Regions from separate parts of the Capra hircus genome. Here region 2 is linked to region 1. A link is a contact called in public Hi-C data. All regions are on one chromosome and are shown on one strand. Each heading gives the region's core, a stretch centred on a gene start, on an enhancer-like site or on the middle of the called end of the contact. The rest is flanking DNA. Distances are from core to core; before and after follow the strand shown.

Evidence for each region. A called contact is a pair of places that touch in the nucleus more often than the background predicts.
Region 2: a contact with region 1 is called in a Hi-C map of blood, with 8 times the contacts expected there. The contact joins two enhancer-like sites. A contact is called at or near these places in 2 of 5 Hi-C or Micro-C datasets (both in blood).

Annotation. Positions count from the first base shown.
Region 1 is chr21:29,969,692-29,977,641 of ARS1.2, reverse strand. It overlaps TBC1D2B (TBC1 domain family member 2B), which reads left to right. Exons shown (of 13, transcript XM_005695084.3): 13 at 993-4,178. The coding sequence ends at 1,188. ADAMTS7 (A disintegrin and metalloproteinase with thrombospondin motifs 7) reads right to left here. Exons shown (of 24, transcript XM_018066125.1): 24 at 5,722-6,112. The coding sequence ends at 5,961. Among named protein-coding and RNA genes, the nearest start is that of TRNAS-CGA, 6.9 kb to the left of the region's middle. Within about 2 kb of position 3,466, at least 1 of the 5 cell types and tissues checked has an H3K27ac peak or open chromatin away from gene starts, as enhancers often do.
Region 2 is chr21:30,080,102-30,088,051 of ARS1.2, reverse strand. It overlaps SH2D7 (SH2 domain-containing protein 7), which reads right to left. Exons shown (of 6, transcript XM_005695184.2): 3 at 5,451-5,616; 4 at 4,988-5,173; 5 at 2,659-3,396; 6 at 40-1,234. The coding sequence ends at 1,184. Among named protein-coding and RNA genes, the nearest start is that of SH2D7, 6.6 kb to the right of the region's middle. Within about 2 kb of position 3,156, at least 1 of the 5 cell types and tissues checked has an H3K27ac peak or open chromatin away from gene starts, as enhancers often do.

The DNA.
Region 1 (7,950 bases), core at 2,217-4,716:
TCTGGCAGGAGCGTCATCTGGCTTGGTGTGAGGCATGTCTAAGAAGTGGGTGTTTAAAAATATCAGAGGGAGGGATGCTAAGGGCGTGTGTCTTCTCACCTGTGTACACCTTATAGTAAAATGGCCCACGTGACTGAGGAGTAGCAGGAGTAAACGGGGAGGAAGCTGGGGGGAAGTCCAGTGACATTTCTGTTTCATCACAGCTTCTCCTGGGGTAAGAGTGTCAGGCCTTTGGTCCCTGCTGCTGGGGCCTGCAGGAGCGGGGCAGGGGCTGAGGGGTGGAGGAACCGGCTCTGTGACAACTGCAGAGACGTGGCATGGTTAGTGTCAGAGGTCCATAGCCAGGCCTTGGGCACGTTCTAGTTCCATTTTTACTAAACTGCTGGCCAGTGGTAAGGGGCAAAACCCATGATTTTTAAATATTTACTGTGGTGGGTGCCTAGACCTGGGCATAGTATGAAACCTATGAACTGCACACTTCTCCGTACGCTTCATCTTAATACCTGTCACACCACTGACTTGGCCTGACAGTTGTCCCCAGGTTCGCTGGGGCATCTGTGCATCGGTTCACCCCGTCAGTCGGTCCAGCTGCGCTTTCCTGAGGGCGCCCCGCACCAGGCCTCATGCCGGTTCTGAGGCCGCAGAGGCCCACCACCGCTGAGCAAGTCTTGATGGCCCTCAGCGGCGACTCGAGTAAACCCATGTGGGAGGTGGCACTGCTGTCACCTCAGTGTACAGATGGAATGGGGGCTGAAAAGGGGGAGCTTCCCATGTTCCGTGTCATGCAGGGAGTGTGTGGTGGAACTGGTTCCAGGCCGTCATCTGGGGTGTGCCCTGCGGCCTCTGTGTGTGCACTGGCCTCTGAATGACACACCCACGTCAGGCCCTCTGCACGGTGTCTGGGGTCCGTCTCCCCATGCCCCTGGGCACCCAGGCCAGGCTGAACTCTCGCCTGACCCCCCCGATGCTCTGTCTCTGCTGTGTTCCACTAGGAAGCTGATTGGGATCTCCTTTGGGGACCTGAACCCATTCCCCCTGCGGCAGATCCGGAACCGGCGGGCCTACCACTTGGAGAAGGTCCGGCTGGAGCTGACGGAGCTGGAGGCCATCCGGGAGGACTTCCTGCGCGAACGGGACACCAGCCCGGACAAAGGCGAGCTGGTCAGTGACGAGGAAGAGGACACCTGAGTGCTGCCCCACACCCCCGCCCAGGACGCTGCTCTCCTTGCAACCAAAGTGTGCCAAAGGGTGAACTGCAGAGACGCCTGCCCTCGTTCCACATCCAGAATGTAACATCCGGGGTCTCTGGAAGTCTGCTGGGCAGACGTCCAAAGCCACACTGCACTTTCTCGTTTCCACTCGGGTCTCCTCTGTTTACAGCCGTCTGCATGCCATGGCAGATGCTGCTCCTGTCCCATCATGCTTTCCGCCTGATTGGTACCTCACCGGGCTTAGAGCTAGCTCGTTTCTAGAGCCTGTTTACAGTATCTGTCAGCTGTGTTGATGTCTCTGCCCTTAGGAAACCTTCCATGGGCCGTCTGCCCTGTGGTCGCTCCTGTACATAGTGGGTGCTCATAGGCACTGTTTTGAACGGTAGCCATGGAGGACGCCCACCACGCCTCACACACTCCTGGGCCAGGGTCTGACTGCTTTGGGTAACATAAGGCTCGTGTGAAAGAAGGGATTTTCTTAGGAAAGCAAGCACATCCCTTGTTCAGAAATGGCCTATGGAAAGCCCACAGACCTCATGCTGATGGCTTCAAGGAGCTGGCCCTGCCCCACTTCTGGAATAGCTTCTGCCCTTCAATGCACAGCCTTTCAGACAGTAACTCCCAACCTGCTGGTGGAAGGCCGGGCTCTCCAGACACCCCACACTTGCTCCTCTGCCTACACTGCTCCAGATGGATCTGTGCAGAACCTTTCTTTCCATCTTAGAGTTGACCCTGGGCTCATTCTACACATGTGGATGGGATTCTAAGGAAACCGCGGATCATGGTCCTACAGAGCAGGCCCACCCCTGGGCCGGCCTTGGTGGAGGGGATGCAGGGAGCTGTTCCGGGAGTGCTTTCAGGGTGGCGGTGCAGCTGCAGAGTGATTGCTGTCAGGCAGCTGGAAGCCATGGCTTCCTTGGGAACAGCCAGTGTGCTGGGCTGGGGTGGTGGGAGGCCAGCTGCCAGGGCCTGAGGTACCTTCACTTGAGGTCAGAACTTTGGTGAGCCCTCCCAGGGGCGTCCCGTCCCCACTGCCACGTTGAGAAATCCTGTACTCAGCAGCCGTCCTCCCCTGTGGGGTCACTACCATCCCCAGTGTGTCAGGCTGCCCAGGCAGTTCTGGGATACTTAGAGCAGGACCCTTCTGAAGGCCCGGAAAGAGGCTCTGTGCAAGGAAGATTAGTTTTGCATAATCATTCTGTGGACCATCCCTGATGTACTGATGTGAGGCTGTTTTCCTGGACAATATTAGTCAAATAGGAAAGAAAAAGTTTTTAGTGGATTTTTTTTTTTTCACTACCTGGAAAAAATTGGAACTAACCCCTGGTGGACATTAAACACACTCAGATTATTGAAGCACTGTAACTTGAAGAAGTGCTTTTTTTTCATGAGCATAGTTTTTCCTTTCTGGCTGTCAGGGTTCTAGCAGTCTCGTAGCCTGGACAGCGTTTCAGCAGATTAGACCAAGTTCCATTTTTCTGTCTTTGGTTAAGCTGGTTGGTTTGATTTTTCACTGTGTCCAGGGAGCTGGCCTCCATATGTAGGTATCAAAATGTATGTTGTTATTATTTTGGTCTTCAGGAATTGAGGCCAGACGTCTCCGGGAAGTCGTCTTGTGAGTGGGTTCACTCTGAAGCGAGGCTGCAGCCTCGCTCTGCACAGACCCCCACAGGACCACTGGGGCTGGTGGAGACCGCCTCCCGCCTCTGCCGCCAGCCTAGGGGCCGGCAGCCTCTGGGGATGGCAGGAGGAATGGGGCTGGACAGCGCCAGCTTCCTTGAGATTTTAGTTTCCCCTAAGGTGATTTCCCCTGGAACTGTCACATCCTGGGGACTAACATGCTGACTTCAGCAATAGGCTTGTTTTGTCCTCCCTGCCTTGAAAAGACTTATCTTACAAGCACCTGAATTGGGCCCGGGCACCTGCCGTGTGTGGCTGAAGCCCCTGGTGTCGGCCGTTCCCTGAGCGGTCAGTGGGGTGTTAGTATTTCCAGGCTGTCACCGTCAGTGGCCAGGCAGTGGGTGTGGGACAGCAGAGAGAGGTCATGGAGGGAATGGGCCAGGAACACTTGCTTGTGCAGAGGTGGGAGAGGCATTGCCTGACCCGATTGCAGACTGGGGACAGGATGGGGCCAACTCCTTCTCCACAGCTGTCGGGGCTGTCCCCACTACTTCGAGCCAGCGCTTCCCTTCTTGTGCTGCGGAGGAAAGAGTAGCTCCGTATCCTCCCCTTCTGACAGGCGCTGCCTCCATCCCAGCCTGGGGCGGGGCAGCCTTCAGCCAGCTTCCCAGACGCGCACACCACGGCCAGGGGAGCCGCCCTTATCACACCAGGTGGGAACTGCCAGCTTTCATGTTGGTGAGTTCTTTTTTTATGGGTTGAACATTTGTTTATATTTTTGTATATTTTCACTACAGTTTATATTTTTATAGGCTATTTTTATCAAGGTTTTCTAGATTATGTACATCTATTTTGTATAACATGGTCTCTCGTGTGTATGTAAACCTGAGCCTCCAGAACCACTGTTCATGTCTGTACCCTCTCTGACTTCCAGTCTTGACCATCACTGACTTCCCCTGTGTACACGTGGGCCCACTTCTTACCCCAGGTAGCCTTGGGGCTACTTGCAGTCATGCTGACAGCTGTCCCACACCAGCCAGGACTGTTGATTGCTGGGAACGGCTCTGGCTTCTGTTATATCAATATAGGAAGCACTCTAGGCAAATAGCCAGTCCGCTGTTGTTAACTAAATGTTTGTATTACTGCACAAATCCCACTCCTCACTTTGCATGCCGTTGCCTTCCTGCCTGTGTCCTGGGAGGCTGGATGCCAGCAGTGGCGGACTCGGGGTATTGCCAAGTGACTCTTTTCCTTCCATGTCCCAGCAGCTTCTGTGCTTATCTTCCAGTTAAATTTTGGAATTGTCCTACTAAAAGGCAAAATAAACTAATTTGTATAACATTCTGACTTGAAATGCAGTTACATTCACTTGTGAAGGGACTCAGCCCCAAAGGCTTGAAAGGTGGGACAGGGCTTAAGTGGGGTTGGGGGGTGGCTCTCGACCTTCCACTGTGTATTTCTGCATCCCTGCCTTTGGTTTGCTCTGAGCAGGTGGGACAGAATGCCTTCAGCCCTGGAAGGCCCTGAAGCCATGGCCAAGCTGCAGTTGAGGGCTGGGCACACAGGGTGGGTCAGGGGTCAGGAGCCAGGAGCCGGAGTTCCCTGTGTCCAGAGCAGCCCCTAAACCATCGGACAGCAGGCACCCCTCCTTCCACCAGCAGTGACGTGCCCTGCCTGAGTCACGGGTTGTTTGCCTCCTGCCTAGGCTGACAGCTCAGGCCCAGCTGCCGCTGGGGATGCCACTCCCTCACCCCCCATCATCGGAAAAACACACGAGAATGATTAAGACCAAATATCTTGCCACAGTGTGACGGCGTGAGGGAGCTCCAGTAGAGATTCCCAGACAGAGCAGGCGAGGAGCTGGGGAGTTTACCTCTTCCCGAGACCCGGATTCAGCGAGGCTTGGTGCTCCTGGGGTCACAGAGCACAACAGCAGTGGGCCAACTGGGACTGGGACCAGCGCTAGCCCCTGCTCCCCATTCCTTGTAAGGGCTTGCCGTAGTGGAAGGCCCTGGGAAGCCATTCCTCAGAGCAGGGGTCCCCGGGGCCACAGAACAGAATGTGAGTGGAGAAGGGGGACAAGCCCCTTCCAGAAGCAGCACTCGTGAGCAGACTATAAAACGGTCAAGCCCAAGGTTCACAGCCAGAGGTGAGGGCCAGAGCCTGTTCAGGTCACTTCCTGGCCTTCAGCCTCTGCACCCCTCACCAGGGCCCAGGACACACTTCAAAACACCTCGTGCCCATCTGCTCCCTGTGTATTCACCACAGTCTGGCTCCGTGGAACAAGGTGTGGCAGGCAGGGAGGGGCTGGTGTGGCAGCTGCTGGGTGGCAGGACCACGTGTCAACAGAGCAAGAGCCAGCACCTGGGACTGCCAGTGAGGAAGGAGCCAGCCCAGCCCTGTCCCTGAGCACAGAGATAAAAGGGCCAACAACGGTGGGTCTGACCTGTCTGCTCCTCCCCCCTCCTGGTACAGACAGACTTGACAGGTGAAGCCGGGGCCAGGGATGTGTCCATGGGGTTCACTCCAGGGGTAGACCCTGCTGGTGACAAGATGGGCCTTGCTTCTCAAGGGGGTGTGGCTCAATCCCTGTGAAATGCAGGGGTCTGGAAAGGGCCGGGTGGGGGGCTGAGCAGGGGCCATGAAGTAAGGGTTGGGACCAGCACCCCCTGGGCCTCTGCCAGGCTGTATCTGTGCCCAAAAAACCTTCCCACCACCTGTTACCAGCACACACCTCCTCTAGAAGCCTGCGTCTGCTTTGACTCCCTCCACCCTTCCTGTCCCCACGGGCCCCTCTCTCCCTGCAGACCTCCCAGAGGAGCGGACTGAAAAGATGCTCTCTAACCATGGCAAGGAGGAGCTCCCCCACGCCAAGAGGAAGCCAGGCTGCACTTGGAAACAGTAGATGCCTGTTTATTACGACAATAATAATAATAAATGTTATTCAAACTGTTAGAATAAAAAAATACCTTTTCTGAGAGGAAGGGATCCCCAGCCTGCCACTGGTGGGATCCCTGGTTAGCACCATTAGGGCGTGAGGGGCGGGGCTCCGCCACAGCCCATGCTGGGCGCTGAGGTCCGTGCGTCAGTCTGTCTGTGCGTCCTGGCCGCTGGGGGCCGGGGCGCGGGTCAGCGGCGGGCGACCCTCTGGTGGCCGCGGGAGGGGACACCGGGCGGGGGACAGGAGCGGCAGCACTGGGCGCGGACGGTGGGCAGCTGGCAGCGGCCCAGCAGGCGCAGCGTCTCACAGAAACCGAAGGACAGGCGATCGCGCTCGCAGCCTAGGGGAGCAGAGGGCGGGTCAGGACCCACAGGCTGGGCACCCCGAACACCCCCCTGCCCACGCCACGGGGGAGGAGCTTCTCTGAGATTTTACCTCGGCCATCTCCCTGTCCCCCAAAGACCTTAAGAAGACCTGCAGCCACCCCCAAAGCGTCAGCCTGCTGTTTCTGGAAGGTCTCCCCTTGACCTGAGGAGTAGATCTCCAGCTGCTCCCTGTCCCTCCTGCCCTTGGCCTGGACCCACACCCTAGGACTGGGGAACTGGGCCTGCTGGGCTCGGGTGTCCAGAGGAAGACCCTGAGACCCCAGCCCTGACTCCTCAGGGGCTTGTGAGAAGCCAAGGAGCGTGCCACCCTTTCCGTCTCTGTGGACCCTGAGTGACCCCAAGGGCCTGGCACACAACTGAAGTCCCAGGGGCCTCCTGCCAGCCTACAGTGGCCTCTGCCCCCTACCCCTACCCTCTAGCCAAAGGCACCTGTCCTGCCAGACCTCCCTGCCCCCTGGGCTGTACCCAGCCTCAGCCTCCAGGTCGCGCACCCCGGCAGAGTCCCGTCAGCCAGGCCAGTCACTGAGGCCCCAGGAGAGGAGGTGTGACCTGGGCCATCAGCCCGTCAGCAGAGCCCAGACCTCCTGAGGAGGGACAAACGGAGGCCGCCTGTCCGAGGCTGAGGTTTGGCCGGCCCTCCTGCCCCATGCTTATCAGAGCTATTTTGGGAAGTGGCTTGCTTCCAGCCTCCTGGCCTCGCTCCCGCTGCCGGTGACAGCCTCCAGCTGCCGCCTGGCCCTGCTCACTTCAGCAGACATCCCGTGGGAGGAGAAGCAAGAAGGCAACTGGCAGCCCTGGTCCTGGGACATCCCCGGGGCCCAGCTGAGGGCACGAGGAAGCAGGCCGGATCCCCCACCCCGGCTCTGGGCAGCGGCTCTAACCTACACATCCGCCAACCTGCGTCCTGTTCCCACTGTTGAGACCTCAGGCAAGTTTCTGAACTTCTCAGGGGGCCCTAGTCCCCTCCGCTGCCAGTAATCCCCACCTCCACAGGCAAACGGATGTGGCCTTGCTATGTCAGCTGCCTCACAGTGATGACTGCACACCCTGGAGTTTCCAGACTTTTCAGACGTCCTGCCAACAAGTCATCAAAACATCCTGGGGACTCCAGGGGCACAGCGTCCTGGTCACTTCTTTGGCCTCCCCCCTTAAGCGGCTCACTTGGGCACCAACAGCTACCTTAGGGCAATGTGCAGGCCGTGTGGCGGTGCCTGCTGGATGAATGCGCAGGGCAGGGCACTCGGGGCGGGTGGGATTTCTGCTGGGCCTCGAGGTAATGGGGCAGCAAGGCCTTCCCTGCCAGTGGCAGGGGCAGCAAGGCATGGCACTGGCTAGGCTGGGCCTGCCCAAGGGCTGCCAAGGAGCCAGTTGCTGGTACAGAAGGCAGCTTGGGGCAGGTACCCTGGAGGCCCTGGAAGCCAGCTGAGGGCCATGTCTGTCCTGGGGAGGGGTCTCTGTCCCCTGGGCAGGGGCCAGACAGTTGACGGCAGAGGAGCTGCTGGGTTCCCAACAGAGGCAGTCCCAGGCGCTCCTGCAGACCTCATGGTGGGGATGACAGTGTCCACGAGGGAGAAGAAGAAGCCAGCCTTCCCTGGGCACCGCCTGGGCTCTTCAGCCCAAGACATCATTTGGAGGAGGGGGGTTGTCTGTCCCTTCGTGCATAAGACAGGGAAGGGAGTTCCAGGCTACACAGCTGGTGAGCGGAGGCCAGGTGTGACCACAGGGCCACCGTTTCCTGTGCTCAGCACTGCAGGGGGGCGGCTGAGCTGCAGGAAGGAAGTGTGTGTGTGTG
Region 2 (7,950 bases), core at 1,907-4,406, 110 kb before region 1:
CATGAGCACCTCACCTCTTGAGATTAAGCTCTGCATTCCCACCTTCGGCACCAACTTTATTTCAGTGCTTGTGTCCTTGGGAGGAGACATATCTGGGCCCCAGATCCTAGGGAGCTCCATGAAGAGCCGATGTTGGGTGAAAAATCATCTCCACGTCCCTCATAGTGAGAGCCATTCCAGCGAACGTCTGTATCAGTCACGGGGCCGGGTCCATGGTGACCAGTCACATAGGGATGGCCGGCAGGCGCCCACTGGCTGGCTCCAGGAACCACCCAGCAGTACTCAGGCTGAGCCCGGGCAGCTGGCCAGGTTTGGGCCTGCGTTAGGAGGGGTCTGAGAGCCACCCCTAAAGACCACCACTGGCTGGAGGCAGAGCACAGATGAGGGTGACCTGGTTATATAGGGAGGCCAGCAAGCACCCACTGGCTGACTCCAGAAACCGCCCAGTGGCGCCCAGGCTGCTGACTCTGCAGCCTCAGGCAGGTTGCTGCTCCTCTCTGGTTCTCTGTCCCTCCCTGCCCGCCACCCGGCTCACTCATCTGCAGCAGAAGGGTCGGACCAGGGTCTGCCCACCTTGCATTATGTGGCCCGCATAAAGGTGGGGGCGGAGAGGGGCAGAGGGGATGGGGCAGAGCTCAGCTGCCCCAGGGTCAGAACCTCCCCTCTGAGATGGCACTCTGCTGCTACTTCCCACCCCGGCTCTCTGATAGGGCCACAATGAGGGGGACTGGTTTTGGTCTCCGGAGCAACTGTATGACATCACTCAGCTAAGATGCCAGCCATGCCACAGGGCCTGTCCCATGCTCAGTAAGTGTTCAGTGGTGGGAGGCCAGCTCCATCAATCGTCCAGGAGCCCCCCAGCCTGCTCATCTTGGAAGCGGGGGGCGCTCACCCCTGCCTTTGGCTGGTCCCCCCTCCTCTCAGGCTGTGACTTCCTCTGGATGGGTGGGAGGCCCTGGGGTGGGGAGTGGGACTCAGTCCTGAGCAGCAGGAGACTGGAAGGTCCCCTCCCACCCTGTTGCTGGTGGGCATCTAGGCTGTCTCGGAGCCTGGTTCCAAAGCAGGCTGGTTGGGTTTGAGGGTCCAAGGGGTGCCTTCAAACAAGCTGAGAGCTTCCTAATAACCTCTGGTGTGGCCCCGGGCCCAGGAATCCCGCTGGTGGGCCGCTGGAAGCCAGGTCTCCTCAAGGTTTGTGCTTCTTATCTGTGAAGAAGAGCCTCCGGAGCTTGTCAGGCTGCAAGGAAGGACAGGATGCTGGAGCCTGGGTCCCGGGACAGGGCAGGGAGAGCCAGGCTCAGAGGGTCCCTCCACAGGGACTAGGAGCTGGGGCCCAAGGCCAGAGAAAGGCCAGGTTGGAATGCAGATACTAATTGCTCCACAGCCCCTCACAGCACCAGAAACTCCAGCCCTCTGGTTGGGATGAAGAACTCGCTCGCTCTCACCCCCTTTCCTTCACTGGGTCTCCGGAGGTCCCCACCCCAGCCCTCTCTGCCTCAGCCACGCCCTAGATAGGATGGGAGGGTGGTGTATGTGGTGCCTTCAGCACCCAGAAGGACTAGGCAGCCGGAGGAGGAGCAGACGGGGGATGTGGCTTATGTAGTTCTTAGAAGGACTGTCCACAGGCAGGATCTGTGGTCCTGGGAGTCAGGACCTCAGAGGCTGTCTTGAACCAGGGGAGTTCCCTGTCCTGGGGTAAGTGGGTACAACCCTGCCCCGAGGGAGGAGCTGGCAGAGCTTCTGGTGAAGGCCTTTCATCTGCGATCTCAGGGTTTCACTGTTTAGGCTGGGAGAGGAGGTCTGCGCATGCTGGAGGTCTGAGGCTGCCGCCTTGGAGGGGGGCTCGCCTGGCTCGTCGGCTGCAGGTACAGGCAAGTACACTGGTGTGAACCCTTGGGAGGGTTCCTCTGCCTCCCTGGGAGCTCTGACTCGCCTCCCTCCATCCTCCTGGTCTTTGCCCCCCCCCCCCCTTTCTCCTTTCTTAGTCAGAAACCCCCAGGAATAACAGTTATCTATTGGCAGCTGTCTCTGGGCTGTATCCTGAGCACACGGGGATGGCTAGCATCATCTCCTGGGCAGCCACCCCTGGACACAGCACAGGACCAGCCCATTTTACAGATGAGGAAATGGAGCTAGATCCTGGGTAGATGCTAAATAAGAGTACAGGATGCCCAGCTAAGTTTGAACTTCAGATAAATAAGGAATAATACAGTACTGGTAACTATGCTAAAAAACATTACTCATTGTTTATCTGAAATTCAGATTAACTGGGTGTGTTGTATTTTATCTTGCTGAATCTGGTGATCTTAGTTGCATGGGAAACTATTTTGCCCAAAGCCACATGGGTAGGGAGTGCCTGAGCCATGGAAAGGGACAAGGCAAGTCAAACCTGGAGCCAGGGTCCTTGTCCACCTCTCTGAGGCTCTGAGACCCCTGCAGTGGCAGGAGTCCTGCCCCAGAGAAAGACTTCAGAAGGGCCTGAAAGTTCCCATCTTACATCCTAACCTCTGCCTCTCCCACCTTCTCCAAGCAGAAGTCAGGGCTGGGAAGTTCTGGGTGTGGTGCTGACCTGACCCACCCGTGTTTGAGGGCCACAGGTTCCCTCCTTCACCAGAAGCTCCCTGCGGGCTGGCAGCCACCCCGCCCCACCCTGGAGCCCACCTTGTGTGTCTGTCCAGCCTCCTTGCTCCTGGCTGCTTGGATTTGTGTGTCCGTCCAGCCTCCTTGCTCCTGGCTGCTTGCTCCTGGGATTTGTTCATAGGTGTGTCTGGGCTCTGGGAGCTCTGGGACCCCCGAGATCCTCTCATAACCACAGTCCATGAACCCTGAAAGCTTGCTGTATGTGGGGCTCATCCCAGGGTAGGGGGTCCTGGCTGGGCCCCCCCAGCAGACTGCAATCTGCTCATAGGCACTGCCGCCTTCCCTGCGTGGCACATCCCTGGCATCCTCAGGGAGGTCTTCTGTCCAGATGGACTCGTAGGTGTCTGCACAACTGCTCTGGGAGCAGGGCTGGGCCCCACAGCTCAGTTTTGAAGACCCCTGGCTCCAGGTAGCCCCTGAGGATCCTGAGGCCTCAGAGCTGGAAGGCAGGAGGCGGCCCCAAGAAGTGGGAGACACTCTAGGGCCCTGGTCTGGGCTCACCCCAGACAGGGCAGGTCCTGGGCCATCAGGCTTGTTCTGGCTTCCATCTGAAAGTCTCCTCGGGGCCTCCTTGCCTGGAGAACAGGCCTGGCTGCCACCTGGAACTGGCCCCTGCCAGCCGGATACATCCGTGCCCAGGCCTAGCCGGGCCTGGTTCATCTTTCTCAGGTCTGCATAGATGATGTTGTTGGAGCCTCCAAAAGAGTTGCTCAGATGGGAAGCTCTCCTCTCCGGGAGCGGGGGCGCCTTGACAGGGGCCTGGAGAGAGGGACAGAACTTCTGAAAGATTACCCTGCCACCAGGCTGCCCTCAGCTAAAATGAAGCTCGCTCAGAGAAGCTGAGGACCTTGGCCTTGGACTCATTTACCTGACTGTTATGTACAGGGGTTGGTGGACATTCAGGGTCCCTGCCAGCTTCATGTTCTAGGACTCCTGAGTATGGTCCTTACATTGGCATTCAAGGTCAGGGGTCATGAGCTCTGTCTCCCACCGGAGATCATCCTGTCCTGCTCCTCTCTCCCCTGCCCCCCAGGGAGACCCCTGCATTCACCCACTTACTGCTCCCTTCACCTTCAGAATGGGCTACCCTCAAGTCCATCAATTGTGTAATTATTCAACAAATATTTAGTAAGAACTGTGTAGACACTGTCCCAGGTGCCAAGGGCTTCATAATGAGCAAGACCACCTCTCGGAAGTTTACATTCTAACCTGGAGATGGGCAACATACTACTCTTGTTTTTGTTTAATGTGGCTGATGTAATACATGATATAATAGCATGCATGCTCAGTCACTCAGTCGTGTCTGACTCTCTGCAACCCTATGGACTGTAGTCCACCAGGCTTCTCTGCCTATCACAGCAAGAATACTGGAGTGGGCTGCCATAGCCTTCTCCAGAGGATCTTCCCGACCCAGGGATCGAACCCGCATCTCTTGTGTCTCCTGCATTGGCAGGCGGATTCTTTACCTCTGAGCCACCTGGGAAGCACCCCCATATAATAGTGTATCACAAGATAATATACTGTCAGCTCATGATCGGTACCATGAAGAAGAACAAAGCTGAGGAATGGGATCTGGACAATGGCAGGTGGGAGATGGGATATTTTCCACAGTTTAGGCGGTCCTTTCTGAGGAGAGGGCATCTAAGCAGAGAATGGCATGCAGCGAGGGTAGCAGCCATGTGGGCATCTGGTGGGAAGAGTATTCCAGGCAGTGGGTCAGCAAGTGCAAAGGCCCTGAGGTGGGAACAAGGCTGGCGTGTTTAAGGAAGATCCAAAGGTGAGTGAGGTTAGAGAAAAGTGAAGGAGGAGGAGAGGGAGCAGGGCCCCTGAGGAGGCCCTTGTGAACCCTGGTGAAGCTTTCAGATTTTATTTTAAACCAGAGGAGAAGCCCTTGACATTCTGTGATCTGATATATATTAAAAAAAAAATAAGTCTCCGTGAGTCCCTCCTGCAAAGGCGCTACGGACAATAAAGTATTGACTCACAGGCACCCCACTCTATAGTTTACAAAGGGATTTTTTCAGACATTGTATATCCATTCCCTCATTCAAGCCTCAATGGAACCTCAGGATTGGTAAACTGAGACTCAGAGAGGTTATGTGACTTGACCAAAGTCACTCAGACAGAAAGGCCAAGCCAGGGTTTGAACCAAATCCAGGTAGCAGAGGCAGGCATGGGTGAACCACTGGGTGATTCCAAACTGGGCCACTCCTCTCCCAGAGGGCCTGGGAGTCGGCCTCCACAGCCTGAGGGGCTGGCTGGGGTGGCCGCTCCAGGCCTGACTGTGGGCGTGGCAGCCACATTCCTGGTCTAGCAACCCTGACCCTCAGTGGCCCAGAATCCTTCTCACCTCCATGCTTTCTTCCTCGGAGAGATTCCAGGGACTTGCATCCAGGCTCCTCCTTTTGTGGAGGAAGGAGACCTGGTGCTTTGGAGAGGCAGGGGGGCTGCTGGCCTTCTCTGGTGGGTATTCCAGGCTAGGATCAGTTTGATGGAGGCCCAGGGTGATGGCGTCATAGAGATCATTGTCCTCCATCTGGGGGTGGTGGAGACACAGCAAGTGTGTGGTCATACACCCCTGGTTGGCCTCTAGCCTCCTGCCAGAGACTGCTGGCCAGAGCCAGAAACATCCCCACCAGGTCCCAGACCTCGGCTAGAACGCTGTCTCCTTCTCCCAGGACCCTGCACTGAGTGCCCGTGGGTGGGAGGAAATAGAGAAGGCAAAGAAAGGCATGTGGTCCAGTGGTGGACACCCCTGGCCTGGGTACTCTGCCCCATCCCCCACCCCACCCCCAAGGAAGAGGGGTACCTACCCGGGGGCAGGCAGCAGACAGGGTCTCCCCGAAGGGCTCAAACTGCACCTCCTGGTAATGGTGCACGAGTTCCGCCAGGGTGCCGTGGCTCTGGGTGTCCCCTGAGATGAGGTAGCGCCGGTTTCGGAGCTGATTGATGACAAAATGCCGGCAGCGGTCACTGCCCCTGCAACACAAGGACAACCGGCAGCTCTGTCTTGGCCCAGGGCCGGAGCTGACCCGGGGCCACGCTGCCCTCTGGGGCCTTGACGTGCCCCTCTGGAAAGTAGGACCTGACATCCAACAAGCCCAGCCTTGCAGGTGATGGGGAGCTAGGGAGTGGGGTTTCAACCCACCCCCCCCACCTCCCCATCATCCCCCCCACCCCCCTTCCCCTGCAGCATCAGTCAGGCAGGAAAAGGCAGGGGAAATGAAGAACTCAGCTTGGGGCTTGGATGCAAAATGTAAAGGGATGACACAAATTCAGTAATCAGGACAACTAATAATGCAATTATTTTAGAAAGTCAAAATTAATACCAAAATATCCATGATAAGTAAAACCTCTGTCTCAAAGATGAGGTCCAACCCCACACTTGCACAGCTCGGCCTCACTCCTCTCACCTGAATTCTGGCCAGGTGGAAAAGATGGAATTCCAGCTTCCATCTCCCCCAGCCTGTAAAGTCCCACCCTCTTCATTTTCCCTTTTTATGGGAGAGTATTGGGCTTCCCTGGTGGCTCAGTGGTAAAGAATCTGCCTGCCAATGCAGGAGACTGCAGGTTCAATCCCTGGATGGGGAAGATCCCCAGAGGAGGAAACAGCAACCCACTCCAGTATTCTTGCCTGGGAAATCCCATGGTCAGAGGAGCCTGGCGGGGTTGCATGGGGTCCCAAAAATGTCTGTGGGCTCACAAAGAGGCAGACACGAATTAGTAACTAAACAATAAGGGTAAAGCACACATCCTGATTGTGCCGCTCAATGTATTTCCCATGTAACCACCACCTAGAGGAAAACAGACAATATTTCCAGCTCCCCAGAAGATTCCCTTAATGGCCCCTTCCAGAGTAGCCATCACCCTGACTCCCATCGTCACAGAACAGTTTTACTCATTATGGAAATTCACATAAATAGAATCATATTTTTTTTCATGTCCATGTAGAATTAGCTTTTTTTCCCTCACTGATAGGTAGTATTCCATTTAATTTAAATATCCACAATGTATCCATTCTGCTGATGGACATTTAGGTTATTTCCACATCTGGGCTGTTATAAATGAAGTTACTCTGAACATTCTTGTACATGGCTTTTTGCTGAATATATGTATTCACTACTATTGAGACTATCCCAGGACGGAGAGTTGGTGGGTCTGGGATACCCTTATGCTTAGCTTTGGTAGAGTATGCCAAATTGCTTTCTAAACTCATTGCCAAGTATGAGAGCTACAGTTGCTCTGTGTCTTCACAAACTGTTTCGTAGCCTCCTTCTACTATAACCAGCAGTTGACTGTGGCTTTAGTTTCTATTTCCCTGATCACTAAAGCTGCTGAACTGTCCTTTTTGGGTACCTCTGTTTTGCCTGTGTTGTCTTTGTCTTACCGATTTGCAAGAGTTTTTCGTATATTCTTGATATGAATCCTTTATTAGGTGTGTGTATTACAATACAAAACCTCTCCGGCACTGTGGCTTGTCCTTTTATTCACAGAATGGTATCTTTTGATTAAAAAGAGTTCTCAATTTTAAGAAACTCAATTGTTAAGCTTCTCTGTCAGTACTTTGGGGTCTTATTTGAGAAATCTTTGCCTACCACAAGACCACAAAAAATGTTTCCCATGTTTTCCTTTATAAGCGTATTGTTTTGCTGTTCTCAATTGAGTCTATGATCCATCTAGAATTATTTAAATTTTGTGTATGATGTGAGGTAGGGGTCATTTTTTTTCCTTTGGATATCCAATTGCTCCCACACCACTTATTGAAAAGACCAGCCTACCCTCATCCCTCAGCCCTGAACTACAGTGGACATTTGTTGCAAATCAGGTAAACCAAATGTGGACATTTGTTGCAAATCAGGTAAACAAAATGTCGGGGGCTGTTTCTGGATTTGTTGGTCTATTTGTGTATCTGCGAGGAACCCTACTTTTATCTCTTTAATGAGTTGGCATTCTACCCAAGATCATGTTTGAATAATAACAATTAAAAAAAAAGGCCTGATGCTGAAAGGACATTGAAAACTGCTGAGTTTGTATATTTCAAACGGAGAAGGCAATGGCACCTCACTCCAGTACTCTCGCCTGGAAAATCCCATGGATGGAGGAGCCTGGTGGGCTGCTGTCTATGGGGTCACATGAGTCGGACACGACTGAAGTGATTTGGCAGCAGCAGCAGCAACAAGTAACATTTATTTATTTACTATGTTCTGGACACTGTACCAGCACTTTTAAAGGTCTAAACTCATCAAACCCATTCAACAATTCTATGAAGTAAATACTGCAATATTACCATTCTACAGATGAGGAAACATGGGT